2 separate regions of the Ovis aries genome follow, and region 1 is linked to region 2. Evidence: chromatin contacts called from public Hi-C data. All regions are on one chromosome and are shown on one strand. The core of a region is the stretch at or near the end of the contact, and the rest is flanking DNA. Distances in the headings are between cores, read along the strand shown.

Region 1 (7,393 bases), core at 417-2,916, 50 kb after region 2:
GAGGGTCTACTGTGGGCTGGGTGCTAGTCAGAGAGGTTAAGTGTTGAATGAGGCTCTTAGGGCTGGTCCATCTGAGCCCAAAGTCCTTTCCACCAAAGCCCTCTAGTCCACTTTTTCTTTTCTCTGGCTGCTAACAATTTAAACTTTTCCTTTCACTTAGTTCTCAGGGCTGCACAAGGACCACCTCAATGGAGTCATCCTAGGTGTCCTTACACACCTTTTACGCCTTACCTTACACGCCTTTTTATCTCCCTCATCTGCAATAGGGGTGCGCCTCCCAGATATTTCCTTCATCAGTACTTTCACGGCCATCAGCCAGATCTGAAACTGTCCTCTCGCCCCAAAAGAAAGCTGTCCAATCCCTCTCCAGGGGCTCAGTCCCACTTCTTCCTCCTTTTTGTGGAACTGGCTGGCCCCTGGGAGAGCCTTGGGAGCCCTATAACTTGATGCCCCCCAAACCTTCTCACCCACCAGCATATGCTTCACTGTCTGTCTTCCTGTATCTGGATGCCTCAACAAAGCTGTGCAGCCACTTACCACCCCAGGGTGAGACCAGAGGCAGGGTGAGCCTCTGCAATGGAGGAGGGAGTAATACTAGGTTTTGCAGGAGCTGTGTCTGTGGTGAATCTAGAACATTCATCCCTGCAGGAACCCTGACCCAGGGCCACCTCCCCACCCCTGGCTGGCCCCTAATTAGAGGAGACTCTGGGCAAAGGAGCTGAGATATTTTGGCCTCTTGCAGGAGGGTCCCTACCAGCCCTCCAGGCCTTTCTGATGTCCTCAGCGGCCCTATGAGAAACGCTCCCCTTGTGTCTGAGCACCAGCAGATAGGCCTCAGCGTCTCCATCACTGAGAACACCACCTGGGTTCTAACCCCTCGGACAGGTCTGGACTTTTTCAGCCTTCCCCTTGCACTGTTTCCAGACCTGGGCAAATACACCGCTGAAGCCACTCGCTACCCGCGGCCTGGCCCTCACCCCCAGCAAATAAAACCATGTCTCTCTTTCCAAAACAGACACCTTAGTGTGGCGCTTGGAGCTTCTCTCTGGTCCCATCCCAGTCCCCGGGATGAGTGCTCCCAGAACCCCTCCTACCCCAGGAATTTGGCCGAGCCCCTCACAAGTCGGGATTGTAGTTATGGATGCCTCTGGGGCCATGGGCGACCATTCTTTGCCCGGGCCAGGGCTTGCACACAGGGCGCATTCCGTGAGAGCTTTTAGGGCCGAAGGGGGACACGACTACATAGGTCCCTCGGTCATTAAATGAGCACACATTAGGCGCCTGCTGTGTGACAAGCTCTGTGCTGTGCTTTGCGGGGGAACACCTCATCTGTGCCTGGATCCAGACAAACGAATTTGTTATTAATCTTTGTGAAAAGAGTCAGCCTTCCCACGAAGACGGCAAGTGAGCTGTAACTGTTGTGCCAGCTGCGGGACAAAACACCCCTAGAGAACCTTCTCTGATGAGTGCGGCAACACGCATCAAGGTGAAACCCGGTGCACCTCCCCGCCACACCCAAGATGGCCACCTGCCGGGTTCCCCTGTCCCTGAGTTCCACGCAGGCGCACTTCCGCCTGCCACTCCCAACATGGCGGCAAACGGGCCCCCGGGAGGGGGCCACGGGCGGAAGTGGGTGTGACAGGGACGGGAGCCGAGAGGGCTCTCTGAAGCCAGACGCTGGGCTGTGGGAGCCGCTCGGCTGTGGGAGCCGCTCGCAGGGAGGGTCGAAGTCATGATTCCCCCGCAGGAGGCGTCCGCCCGGCGGCGGGAGATCGAGGACAAGCTGAAGCAGGTGGGGCTGGGGAGGCGGGGGAGGAGGTGAGGGAAGGGGCCGAGATCCGGGCCGGGCGTCCACTCAGGGAGGGGAGGTAGCAGGAGTGGAGGGGGCCGGGTACCAGGCAATAGGGTCCGGGCGAGGCTGTGGAGCCGGGATGCGGTGGTCTCTGGCTTCTGCTGATGTCCTCCCCTCCCCCTCGCAGGAGGAGGAGACGCTGTCCTTCATCCGAGACAGCCTGGAGAAGAGCGACCAGCTCACCAAGAACATGGTGAGTAACCCCTCGCTGGGAGGGCCTCCAGACGCTGCGACCCAGGGGTTTGGTACCTAAAGCCTGAGGCTTCTGGCCTGGGTGGTGATGGGTGGTAACGTCTGGGTTTCTCTAGCAACAGTGTTACACTTCTTACACCCTTGCCCGCCACTTCGCTGAGGATGCGGCAGCCTCCCCACATTTCTGCTTTCTGCCTAAGTTCTCCATTCTTCTTTCTCTCCTTCCGCAAACATTTAGTGAGACTGACTTAAGTGGGCTGGGTACTGGCCATGGGTCACCCTTAGTTTAAGTGCGGGTATCACGGGTGGGGTTACCACTTCTGAGATTACTGAGGGCAGGAGACTCAGCCGTCACTCTGGAGAGCTGGAGGGGTAAAATGAATCAGAAATCAGATAGATGCGGGATCTAGCCCTTGCCCCTCCACTTATGTGTGTGTGGCTCCTGACAGGTAACGCTGAGCCTCAGTTACCTCCTCTGCTAAAATAGACGATGCCAATCTCCATTGTAGCTGTGAAGGTCATAGAAGCTAATGCATGGAAATGCCTCTTGCACAGTATCTGGTATACAATAGGTACTCAATAAACATGAACTTCCTTTCTTATTCTGAAAAGAGCCTGGAAAACCCAAACTGAGTAGTAGATAGAAAGGTGGGTATGTATTCAGTAACACAGTCATCAGGTGCTAGTCCTTACTTAATGAGATTTAGCCTTAGAGAGAGGGGGTTTGAAGGTACCAGGAATGCTGGTATAGAGTACCTTGAGGCTACTCTATATGAAAGTAGTTCCTGTTCAGTCTAGGAAAGCATCAGGGAGAACATAAGTTGAGATCTGGCTTTAAAGGGTGGAAGGGAAGCCATCCTGAGGTGATTTTCTGAGAAGTTAATGTAATGGTTGCCTCGCCTTCAAATCAAACTTCAGCCAATTTATTTGGGCCACCTCCGATCTGCCAGGCATGTGGTAGATCCTGGGGATACAGTGGGGAATAAGTATACCCTGTCCCTCTCCTCTTGGAGCCTACTGTCTAGAAAACCAGAGAAAAGGCAGCAAATGCGAAGACCTGGCAAGGGGCAGAAGCAGTGCTGGGACAACCCTGAGGCCTGAGAGCACGGGGCTTCCCCCTGTAGGTGTCTATCCTGTCATCCTTTGAAAGTCGCCTTATGAAGCTGGAGAACTCCATCATCCCCGTGCACAAGCAGACGGAGAACCTGCAGCGGCTGCAGGAGAATGTCGAGAAGACCCTGTCCTGTCTGGACCATGTCATCAGCTACTACCACGTGGCCAGTGACACTGAGAAGATCATCAGAGAGGGGTGAGCTCGGACCAGAGGGTCACATTCCTAACGCCTCTTGGACCAGTAGGCTTTGGAAGCGGGGTAGAATATATATGAGCCTAGAGTCCCCTGTGTTAATTCTGTTCACCATTTCCAAATACCATTCCCTTAGTCCTTCCTATTCATCTTCCATCTGCCCGGGCTAATATGGTTCTTCTCCTTTCCAGGCCTACAGGTAGGCTAGAGGAGTATCTGGGAAGCATGGCCAAGATTCAGAAGGCTGTGGAATATTTCCAGGACAATAGCCCAGACAGCCCAGAGCTCAACAAAGTGGTAAGGGGCCAGCAGAGTGATGTGAGAGGTTGGGAGACACCAATCCCTGTCCGGGTCTCATGAGACACTGAACCAGCTAAAAGATAATATAGTCGAATGAAGAGAAGTATATAGTACCATGCACATACTACAGACATTGAAATGTCTGTTTCAGAAATTACAGGTCTACATTTTGATTGCATTTTAATAATTTAGCTAAATTATAAGTTGTTGTTTAGTTGCTGAGTTGTGTCTGACTCTTTTGTGACCCCATGGACTGTAGTCTGCCAGGCTCCTCCGTCCATGGGATTTCCCAAGCAAGAATACTGGAGTGGGTTGCCATTTCCTTCTCCAGGGGATCTTCTCAACCCAGAGATCTCCTGCATCGGCAGGCAGGTTCTTTACCACTGAGCCAGCAGAGAACACACATTACAAGTTACCTATGAAATACAGATTTAACATTTGATTTTTATAAATGCATGGGTATTTTTTATTGTACTGAAAAATAAATAATATAAAAATTACCATTTCTGACCATCTTTAAGGGAACAGTTCAGTGACATTCACATTGTGTAACCATTGCCACCTGGCTACACAGAAAACTGCAGGATCAGTACACTGTCACACTAGTAACCCAGAGGGGACACACCACTATAACCACTATACTGCAACCCATCAGTGGGCAGCCTAGACTCAGAGATTGGAATGTCAGGGGTTGGAGAACTTTGTTCTTGAGGATCTCTACCAAGTTCAGGTCACAGAGTGAAGAGCTCTGTGCTAGAACTTGGGCGTAGGGGTGGGCTAGAGAAGAAGACAAAAAAATATACAACTCCAGGTTTACCTTAGAGGACTTACTTTTCAAGTAAGCAGAAACACTCCAACTCTTCTATTTTTAAAGCATCTTTATTGAGATATAATTCACATACAATAAAATTTTACCCATCTGAAGTATAAAGCTTAGTAGTTTAGTAATCAGTAATTTAGTAGTTTTGATAATCACCAAGTCATGCAACATCCCTGGAATAAATTTCATGATATACTCATCCCCTGTAAAAAGAGACACATTGGCAGTAACTCTTCTTCCCTCGCCTCCCCCATTCACCCCGCCACTAGTACTCACTCATCTGTCTTCTTTGCACATTTACCTATTCTGGACTTCTGTAAGTGGAGTCACACAGTATGTAACCTTCTGAGTCTAGCTTCTAATTGCCTGTTTACAAGGTTCACCTGTGTGGTAACGCGTGTCAGTGCTTCATTCCATGATAGGGCTGAATTATATTGCATTCTATGGATCTACCACAGTTTGTTTGTCCATCCATCACTTGATCACTCCACTTTTTGGTGGTTATGAGCAGTGTTGCTATGAACACTTGTGTACATACTTTTGTGTGGGCATATATTTTTGATTCTCTTGTCTGCTCTGAATACCTATCACTTCAGATACATGATTTGCAAATATTTCCCTTCATTCTATGGATTGTCTTTTCACTTTTGTTGCGGTGGCGGGGGTGGGGGGCGTGGCGTGGGGGAGTGCTCACAGCATGGCATGCGGGATCTCAATTCCCTGGCCAGGGATTGAGCCCTCACCGCCGTCAGTGAAAGTATGGAGTCTTAAGCCTTGGACAGTCCGGGAAGTCCCCCTCTTTTCGCTTTTTTGATGGCATCGTTTTCAGCACATAAGTTTTTGACATCCAGTTTGTTTTTTTTCTTTTGCTTTTCTAACAAGGGTTTCTAACAAACCCTTTTCTAACAAGAACACAAATTAATGGTGGAATGAAAAAATAATCAGCTGATACCTGTAAGCACCTACTTCTTGTAAAACTGTGGGTTCACCTGCAAGCATACATTTTAAGAGAACACAAGGGAAAGAAATAATAAAGGAAGGCTTCCGAGCATTTCTTCTATGGGAAAAAGGAAGTGAAGGCAGAGGAGGGCTGAGACCCAGAAGCAGGAAGGGAAAGGAAGGGTATGGGGAGGCAAGGGCCAGCTGAGTACTGAAGCAGCTGCGGACCCTCATCTTTCTCCCCGCCCTCCCTCCGTCCGGTAGAAGCTGCTGTTTGAGCGGGGGAAGGAGTCACTGGAGTCCGAGTTCCGCAGCCTGATGACCCGGCACAGCAAGGTGGTGTCCCCAGTGCTCATCCTGGATCTGATTGGTGGTGAGGACGACCCGGAGCTCCAGGAGGAGGTGCCCCTGGAGCACCTGCCTGAGAGCGTGCTGCACGATGTGGTCCGCATCTCCCGCTGGTTGGTGGAATACGGCCGCAACCAAGGTGAGGCGGCCCGGGCGCTGGCAGCAGGCCAGAGGAGTGGGCCTCCCCTTCGTTTCCTTAATCCACTTGCATGTCTTTGATAAGGAGTTTAGTTGGAGACACCGTGAGCCATAAATCCTGAGCGTGTGTGTCAAATTGTGAATCTAGCAAACCCATGCGTTTCTTTATATACCTTCCTTTCCAGTGTCTTTCCGTCCCCCCCCCCCCAATTAATTCTAAAAATTTCAAATGGTGAAAGGTTTAGGTGAAAAACAGAAGTTCACTTCCCTGCTTCCCTGACGCCTACAGCGTAGCCCAAAGATGAGTACTGTTAAGGTTATTTACAGCCTTCCAAAAACATCTTTATGTGTGTGTGAGAGAGAGAGAGAGAGAGTGAATATGTGCGTTATCTCGCCCTCATTCCCAGGTGGAAGGACAATTGTCCTCTCTGACAATTGTTTTCTGGTTTTTGCTTTTAACTTAGTGACATGCCTTGAGAGCATTCCATATCAGTACATGTATGTCTGCTTCATTCTGTTTGACAGCTGCATAATATTCTGTGGTGTGTTGGTCCCATCATTTCTTTGGCCTGTCCCAGGATTTAAAAAAAACAAAAAAACAAAAAAAACAACTCCTGAGTTTAGCAAAAAATTTTTAAAAACTAATGAAAATTCAATTTTAAGCTACTTAGTCCTCCACATTCTTCTTCCCTTCGGCAGTGTGGACACGCGCCAAGCTGCCAGTGTGCCTTATCACTGTCCCCCTCCTTCTCGAGGACTGTGTGGTGCTGGGTCTCAGGGCTGCCTGTACCAACCACACAGGCTTGTCTGTGGCTCACGAACTGCACTCTGGGAGCTGAGGGGTTGGCAGGAGTGATCCAGGGCCTCCCTTGGGATAAGGGAGGCCAGGGGATGCCTCTAGACCCCTCTGCCTCCTTCAGCCAGAACCTCTGTGCTTTGGTCCATTTTGCGTGTTTGGAGCTGCTGAAATGTACCGTGGCATCTGTATCTTTTTTCCTCACTCATTTGAACTTTTTTGTTTTCTAATTTTCCAGTGTTGATAAAGTGCTGGAGTGAACATGCTTGTACTGCTTGCTCTTCTTATTTAGGAAGTCCTTTGGGATATTTTCTCAAAGGTGCAGTTATCAGGTAGAGCTGTCTGAACAGATCTGTAACCTTGCTCTCTTACACTCCTCTCCAGGCAGATGGGGCCGGTGGACTGACCCGTCGACAATCCTCCGGCTGTTTGTTCTTCCTTAACTTCGTTTATCCTAGCTATTTGACCGGGATATCACGATCCTCTAATTTTTAAAAAACTTTCACTTCATTCACAGCTAAAGAATGGTCTATTTTTCTTCATTTACTGACATTTATTGTCTCTTTGCTGCCTATGCATTGCTCACATCCTTTGCATGCTCAGTCGCTGAAGTCATGTAGGACTCTCTGCAACCCCCTGGACTTTACCTCACCAGGCTCCTCTATCCATGGGATTATCTAGGCAAGAATACTGAAGTAGGTT
Region 2 (6,792 bases), core at 894-3,393:
AGAGAGAACTGGGTTATTGGGCATACCCATAGTAGGGCTTAAGTATTTTGGAAAGGTCAACCTTAGAGGCAGTATCATGTAGCCAGGACATTGGTCCTGTGTGCCCCTGGCCAGGGGGCCTGGCGGAAGAGTTAACAGATTATAAATAGACTGCCATCTTGGATGGATTCCTTTGGTAACCAGACCTGAACACAGAGCATCTTTGAGTAAAGGTCATCTTGTGACCCCCTCTTGGTGTCTCCCTCACATCTTCAATTTGAGTGGAAAGGATGTCTTCTCACATCTTGTCAGCTTTGTGGTTACCAGTCTTTCTACACAAGTGATTGATTCCCCACGAGGATTGGATGGAAAATTAATGTAAAGGGGTTTTACTGCTGTAAATATAGCTCATTGACGTTCTGGTGGACAGCAGGCACAATACAGCCTGTCCCAGGGCTGCAGCTGGTTAAATAGGGAAATTTGTATTCATTTCACAGCTTTCAACCAGAGTAAACTGTTCTCCCCAACACAGATCTTAAGAAAATGTTCTGAAATATCACCAGTCTAAAAATATCCACTGGTAAAGTTTTGGACACACTGTGTAACTGAGAAGAGGGGAAGTAGAGAAGGCTGAGAAAATAACCAAACATCAAATAAAAAGGAACTGAAATTTAAATAGAAAAGTCCTAAAATCTATAAAAGCAAGCACTTATGTAAAAGAGTGCTGTAAATGAGCTATTCATATGATCCCAGATGTTGATTTCCATATTGACTATTATTTGATTCTCTGACACAAGTGTTACGTGTCTGCTATGTATACAATCAGTACTTTTCTATTTTCATCATAGTTTGTCCAAAAATAATCTCCTTTCTCTTCAGAAGCAGATTTTTGGCATTCGGGGCTTTTTGCTTCGTAAGTGAAAAAACTGCGTTAGCTTGTATTCCTTTGTTTTTCTTCTGTGTCCCTCTCCCTTCTTTCCTATTAAGTTTCCTTTCAGGGAATGTGTATTGCAGGATTGTTCGTAAGAGTGAAAACCGGAGATAGAGCAGGTGTTCCATCAATAAAAGATTAGTGAATACATGATGGGCTGAGATAGACTTCTCTAGAAAGGAACCAGGGCTCCTTGGAGACATGATAGGTTCGAGGAAGGGGACAGAAAAACAGAAGGTGAACCTGGAGTATCATTCTATGCCAGAAAGTAAGCAAGTGTTTCAACAAGTGATTGGAGCGGGGGGGTGGGGGGGACCCCCCTGGTGGTCCTATGGTTAAGAATCCGCTTGCCAATGGAGGGGATTCAGGTCTGGGAACTAAGATCCCACATGCCACAGGGCAACTAAGCCCGTGCACCAAAACTCCTAGGCGCCGCAACGAAGACACAGCGCAGCCAAAAATAATAGGCAGTTTTTTAAAAGTGGTGGGGACAAGTCTGAAGGACCCAGGAGCCACTGAGTGATCTCCTGCAGACCATATCCAGGCTTCTCTGTGGGTATGTGGTCAGGCCCAAAGTTAATGGCAAATGTTAGCAAATTGTGTACCTTTAAAAATCCTTTTTATTGAAATTAATTATTCATTTTTATGACTGGATTATAGTCCCTTTTACAGACTACTGGGAATCGCCCAATAATTTACAACTGAAGTAAGACGTTCAGTAATCTCGTATGCACTGGGACCATATTTTTTTACAACAAAAATTTGCAAAAGTAGGGGGTAGTTTAACAAAATATTTGAAATTAGGATGGCTAGAAAATCTAGGATACATGGCTGATACACACATACACATATGTGTGTGTATAAATATATACATATGTGTTGTTGTTGTTCAGTTGCTTAGTCGTGTCTGACTCTCTGTGACCCCATGAACTGCAGCACACCAGGCTTCCGTGTCCTTCACTGTCTCCCTGAGGTTGCTCAAATTCATGTCTGTTGAGTCAATGATGCCATCCAACCATCTCATCCCCTGTCACCCCCTTCTCCTCCTGCCCTGTCTTTCCCAGCATCAGGGTCTTTTCCAAAGAGTCAGCTCTTGGCATCAGGTGGCCACAGTATTGGAGCCTCAGCTTCAGCATCAGTCCTTCCAGTGAATATTCAGGGATGAACATGTACACACACGTTCATATCCGAATCAGATCTCTGTAAGCTGGCAATTCCACATTCGGTCACCAGGTGGCGCCTGGCTGGTGTAAGAAAAATGTACAAGGAAACTGATGAACACCAGAATAAAAGGCCAAGGAGGAACTTGCTTTGTGTTCACACAAAGCCTTCATCAGCAACCCCTGGGGACTCACTGAAAGAGGTCCTCTGGCTGAGTGCTATACCACCTTCTCCGTGAAGCCGTTCCATATTACCTCAGCCAGAAACAGTCACTTCCTTATCGCTGCCCTTTTGTTTGGCTTTTCTCTGCTTAACGTTCCGGTTATTTGTGTAGCAGTATCATCTTCCTTATAATGCTGCTTCCTGAAAGAGCAGGACATTGTCTTTTCCACTTGAAGTGTCTCTTTACACCCAGCACTGAGGGTTGCAGATAAGACTCTGATTGGGTTAATGAAAGGCTGCTAAGGCAGAAGCTTTGGTAGGTAGGAGCCTACAAACCGGGTTAGTTTCTCCTAAAGAGATTTTCAGTGGTTTTCTTTTGTGGTGGGGGAGAGAGAGATAAAGAGCTAAAATGTAAGCATGGATTTATTATACTAGAAAGGCTGTATGCGTATGTGTTTAGTTACTCACTCATGTCCAACTCCTTGCCACCCCATGGACTGTAGCCTGCCAGGCTCCTCTGTCCTCAAGCAAGAATGTTGGAGTGGATAGCCATTCCCTTCTCTAGGGAACCTTCCCGACTCAGGGATTGAACCTGAGTCTCCTGCATCGGCAAGCAGGTTCTTTACCACTGAGCTACCAGGGAAGCCCACCATGAAGGATAGTTTGTCTGTATAAACAGTTGATCCCACAATGCCTTTCCTTGAGCGCTGAATAATTTGCGTTCCATTGCCAGTTATCATCAAATGTAACATTCTAAATGGGAGATGAGGAACACTAGCTTTCCCCCCACCCTTTCCTTTTGTTTTTCCTCTTTGTGGGGAGGATGTGGAGAAGGGGCAAAGAGTGAAGGGAGAACCTCTAATTTTTTTTTTTTTAAACTCAGGTAGGAGTTACGGGCAACTCTCAAGTACCCGTGCAAATAAATATGATTAACTTCACTACTCCAGAAAAAAATTTTAATCCCAAAGTCATTTATTTTGGCTTTAGAATAGACAAGCATTTGTGTCGGGATTTCCTGCCTAATTACTTTTTGCTTAAGCTTATTTAAGAATTGTTTTAAATTCCTTTAGTGTGACAGCCCAGCAAAATGGTCAGGGGTGGGGTGGAGAAATGGGCCACAGATGGGGTCTGAACCAGGATTTCAGCTTCCCTATATAAAAGCCTCCTGATACGCTGCATGCAGGAGAGCAACGTTGAAATTAGCTTTCTGGAGAACTATTTGGCAACATAGTTTTAAGAGTCTTAAAAATATGCTTACTCTTTGATCCAGTAATTCCACTTCTAGGAATTTGTCCTAAGGAAATAATCAAGCAGGCACGCAGAAATGTAGGGACAAGGCATTCACCGTAACATTAAAAAAAAAAAAAAGTAAAACCCTAACTGGAAACATTGAATAATGTGGAATTGATTAAAGTAGGCCCCGTCTTCATTGTGGCACGTTGGATCTTTAGTTGCAGCATGTGGGATCTAGTTCCATGACCAGGGATTGAACCTAGAACCCTGGCATTGGGAGCATGGAGTCTTAGCCAATAGACCACCAGAAAGTGTTATTTGCTCAGTCATGTCCAACTCTTTGCAACCCCATGGACTGGGGCCCTCCAGGCTTCTCTGTCTATGGGATTCTTCAGGCAAGAATACTGGAGTGGGTAGCCATTCCCTTCTCCAGGGGATCTTCCTGACCCAGGGATCAAACCTGGGTCTCCTGGATTGTAGGCAGATTCTTTACCATCTGAGCCACCAGGGAGGCCCAGACCACCAGGGAAGTCCCTCCATGTATTCTCTTAAGGGTCACATTCACACACATGAAGTATCAGCAATCACACTGAATACACAAAATCAGATGTATAATACCATAGATTCAATTATATTTCCCAAGTAAAAGAGTTATAGTCAGCAAAAATCCATGAAAGCAGAGTTTCATGTAGATGTTCTGTTTTCTGAAAGCAGCAGAAGGGAACAGACTCTTCAGAGCTAGGAGGACCACGTTTTTTGCAAAGCTTCAAAGACTAGTAGGTTTTCGGGGAACTGTATGTGAAAAATGTTTACTGCCCAAGTGACATTATAAGAATACCAGGAGCATTGTAGATCACCCTGATTCATCTTCTCCAAGCAATTCCCAATTAAATGTTTTACTGTGTCCCCCTTTCTTATTTCCTCATTGTCATCGCCTCACAACTCCAAACCCAGATGTCTAAACTGGGAGAGAGTGAAAGTATAAGGTAAACGATGGACAATTGAAAACCTTTGATGACCCCAGAAGAGCTCTTGGCTCATGGGTTTTTTTGTTTGTTTGTTTTCTAAAAACCCTCTGCTTTATATGATCAGCTGCGGAGGAAATTTGTTTTTCACTGTTTGCGGGCCTTCACTGTACACACATTGGGGTTCTCTTGTGTTTGCAGTTCCTAAATTCTTCAGACACCATGCGGCTTCGCCGGAGGAAAATCCTTGCAGGTCCGGCTCCCCGTGGTGTAAGGTCAGGCGGAAAAGCCTTTTGTGATTAACTCGGCCACCGTGTGTCGCATGGTATTTGGAACTGCAGTGGGAGCTTTTATTAGTTGTCCACATTTTGAATGCTGACTCACATAAGCTTCATCTAATGGGAAAGGCAGATAAATGTAGCATTTTGGACGCCGGAACGCTGCCACCCTGCCCTCCCAGCAGCTGTGACCTTGAGCAGTCTCACTTACTATGGTGATCGGTCTTTCTAAACACACTCTCTTCTCCCACTTTGTCTCTGACACAGTTCCCTTACGCAGCCCCTCCTCCCCAAGAACCAGTGAAGACTTTGAGAAGCCTGATCAACATCCGAAAGGACACACTAAGACTCGTCAAGTAAGTCCAGGTTCCCAGCTGGGGCCAGGTTCCAGGCGCCCTTCTTCAGGCAGGGGCAGCCAACTCCCCAGGGGACCCACAGAACTGTTTCTGCCAGACCCAGAGCCCGGCCTCCAGGCCGTGGGCTGCGCGCATGAGATGTTTCTGCACCTGGATCGTTCAGAACTTTCTGAGACAGTCAGTGTTGGTGAGGAACCTTCTCTTTTCTGAAAGCCATCGTGGTTATCCCAACGTGATGAACTGTCCAAAACAAAGAATTGTTGGGGGAGAAAGTGAATTTTGCAGATACCTGGACAAACCTATGTGAAAATGGGATATTTGAACTTGGCACAGGAAGTCCTTATTTTCCTGCTTATATTTACTTTTGGATTTATTCTTAATCTCATGTGCCTTTCCTCTGGCACCCTGGGTTTGCTGTTTAATCACCATTGTCAGTATTAGTTATCATCAGCATCTGCCTTCTTTGTACTATCTCTGAGATAGTGTGTGTGTGTGTGTGTGTGTGTGTGTGTGTGTGTGTGGCTGCACTGTGTGGCTTGTGGGATCTTAGTTCCCCAACTAGGGATTGAACTTACACCCCCTGCAGTGGAAGCTCAGAGTCTTAAATGCTGTACCACCAGGGAAACCCCAGAGATAGTATGATTTTTAAACCGATGCTGCCCTCCGGATAGCAAGTCTGTCTACCAAGAGTTTGGGTTCGAATTAGTGATTAATGCATAGAGAACTAAGCAGCGGTGGGGAGAGAAAAAAAAGAGCACAAACTCTAATAAAAGCTTATGCCGGAAAAGGAAGATGATTAGAGATTACTCTGTGGCTGAGCTGGGAATAATGCTGATAGACTCACATTTGTATAGAGGAAGATGTACTGAGCTAACAAAATCATGGTGTATTACACGGGGGAGGGAGCACCCCAGTGTGGAGCGGAGGGAAGGGAGGGAAAGAACGTCTTGGGACTTCCCTGGTGGCTCAGTGTTAAGAATCTGGCTGTTAGCGCAGGGGACACAGGTTCAGTCCCTGGTCCAGAAAGATGCCGCCTGCCACAGGGCAACTAGGCCCGTGCGCCACAAATACCGAGTCCACGCTCTAGAGCCTGGGCTCTGCAACAGGAGAAGTCACCACACCTGGGAAAACCCGCACGCAGCACCGACATCAACAAGTAATTTTTTTAAAACTTTAAAAAAGGAAAGCCTTGTTCCCATAGTAGAAGGTCAATAGACAACGCCTAAAGCTGAAAAAGTAACCTGAGCCTGTTATTGCAAAACATGCAGGTAAATGCCAAAGACAGTCAGCTGCAGAGGGAAAGGCGGTTTTCTCTGAAGAAGCGGAAAATGGGCAGAAAGAGACCCGCTGCGTTTTTGTCACGAGCCTTGTGGAAACTAATTAAACAGTGGCATGAGTAGCTTTGATTAAAGAAAAAGCTATTTTTTAAAAGTCTGGCAAAGGCATAAGGCGTTTAACGGTGGCACCATGAAGTGTCAGAAATTGCCTAAATTCCCCCCATAGGACTAATAGGTGCTCTGCCGTCATTCATAATGAGGGTGGAGGCCTAAGTGTGTGATCACAGAGGGTAGCCCACAGTATATTCAGTTTAAAAAGGAAGAGAAGGGACTTCCTTGGTGCTCCAGTGGGTAAGACTCAGGCATCCAATGCAGGAGTCCCGAATTCCATCCCTGATCAGGGAACTAGATCCCATATGGCGACACCCAGAGTCTGTATGCTGCAGCTAA

Evidence for each region. A called contact is a pair of places that touch in the nucleus more often than the background predicts.
Region 1: a Hi-C map of blood shows a contact between it and region 2, with 2.5 times the contacts expected there. The contact joins the promoter of EXOC7 here to the enhancer-like site in region 2. A contact is called at or near these places in 9 of 16 Hi-C or Micro-C datasets (blood, hypothalamus, liver and 4 more).

Annotation. Positions count from the first base shown.
Region 1 is chr11:54,904,750-54,912,142 of ARS-UI_Ramb_v3.0, forward strand. It overlaps EXOC7 (exocyst complex component 7), which reads left to right and starts at 1,667. Exons shown (of 19, transcript XR_009595635.1): 1 at 1,667-1,792; 2 at 1,980-2,045; 3 at 3,169-3,353; 4 at 3,542-3,647; 5 at 5,674-5,896.
Region 2 is chr11:54,853,893-54,860,684 of ARS-UI_Ramb_v3.0, forward strand. RNF157 (ring finger protein 157) reads left to right here. Exons shown (of 19, transcript XM_027974115.2): 3 at 4,977-5,065. Among named protein-coding and RNA genes, the nearest start is that of FOXJ1, 30 kb to the right of the region's middle. Within about 2 kb of position 2,144, at least 7 of the 54 cell types and tissues checked have an H3K27ac peak or open chromatin away from gene starts, as enhancers often do.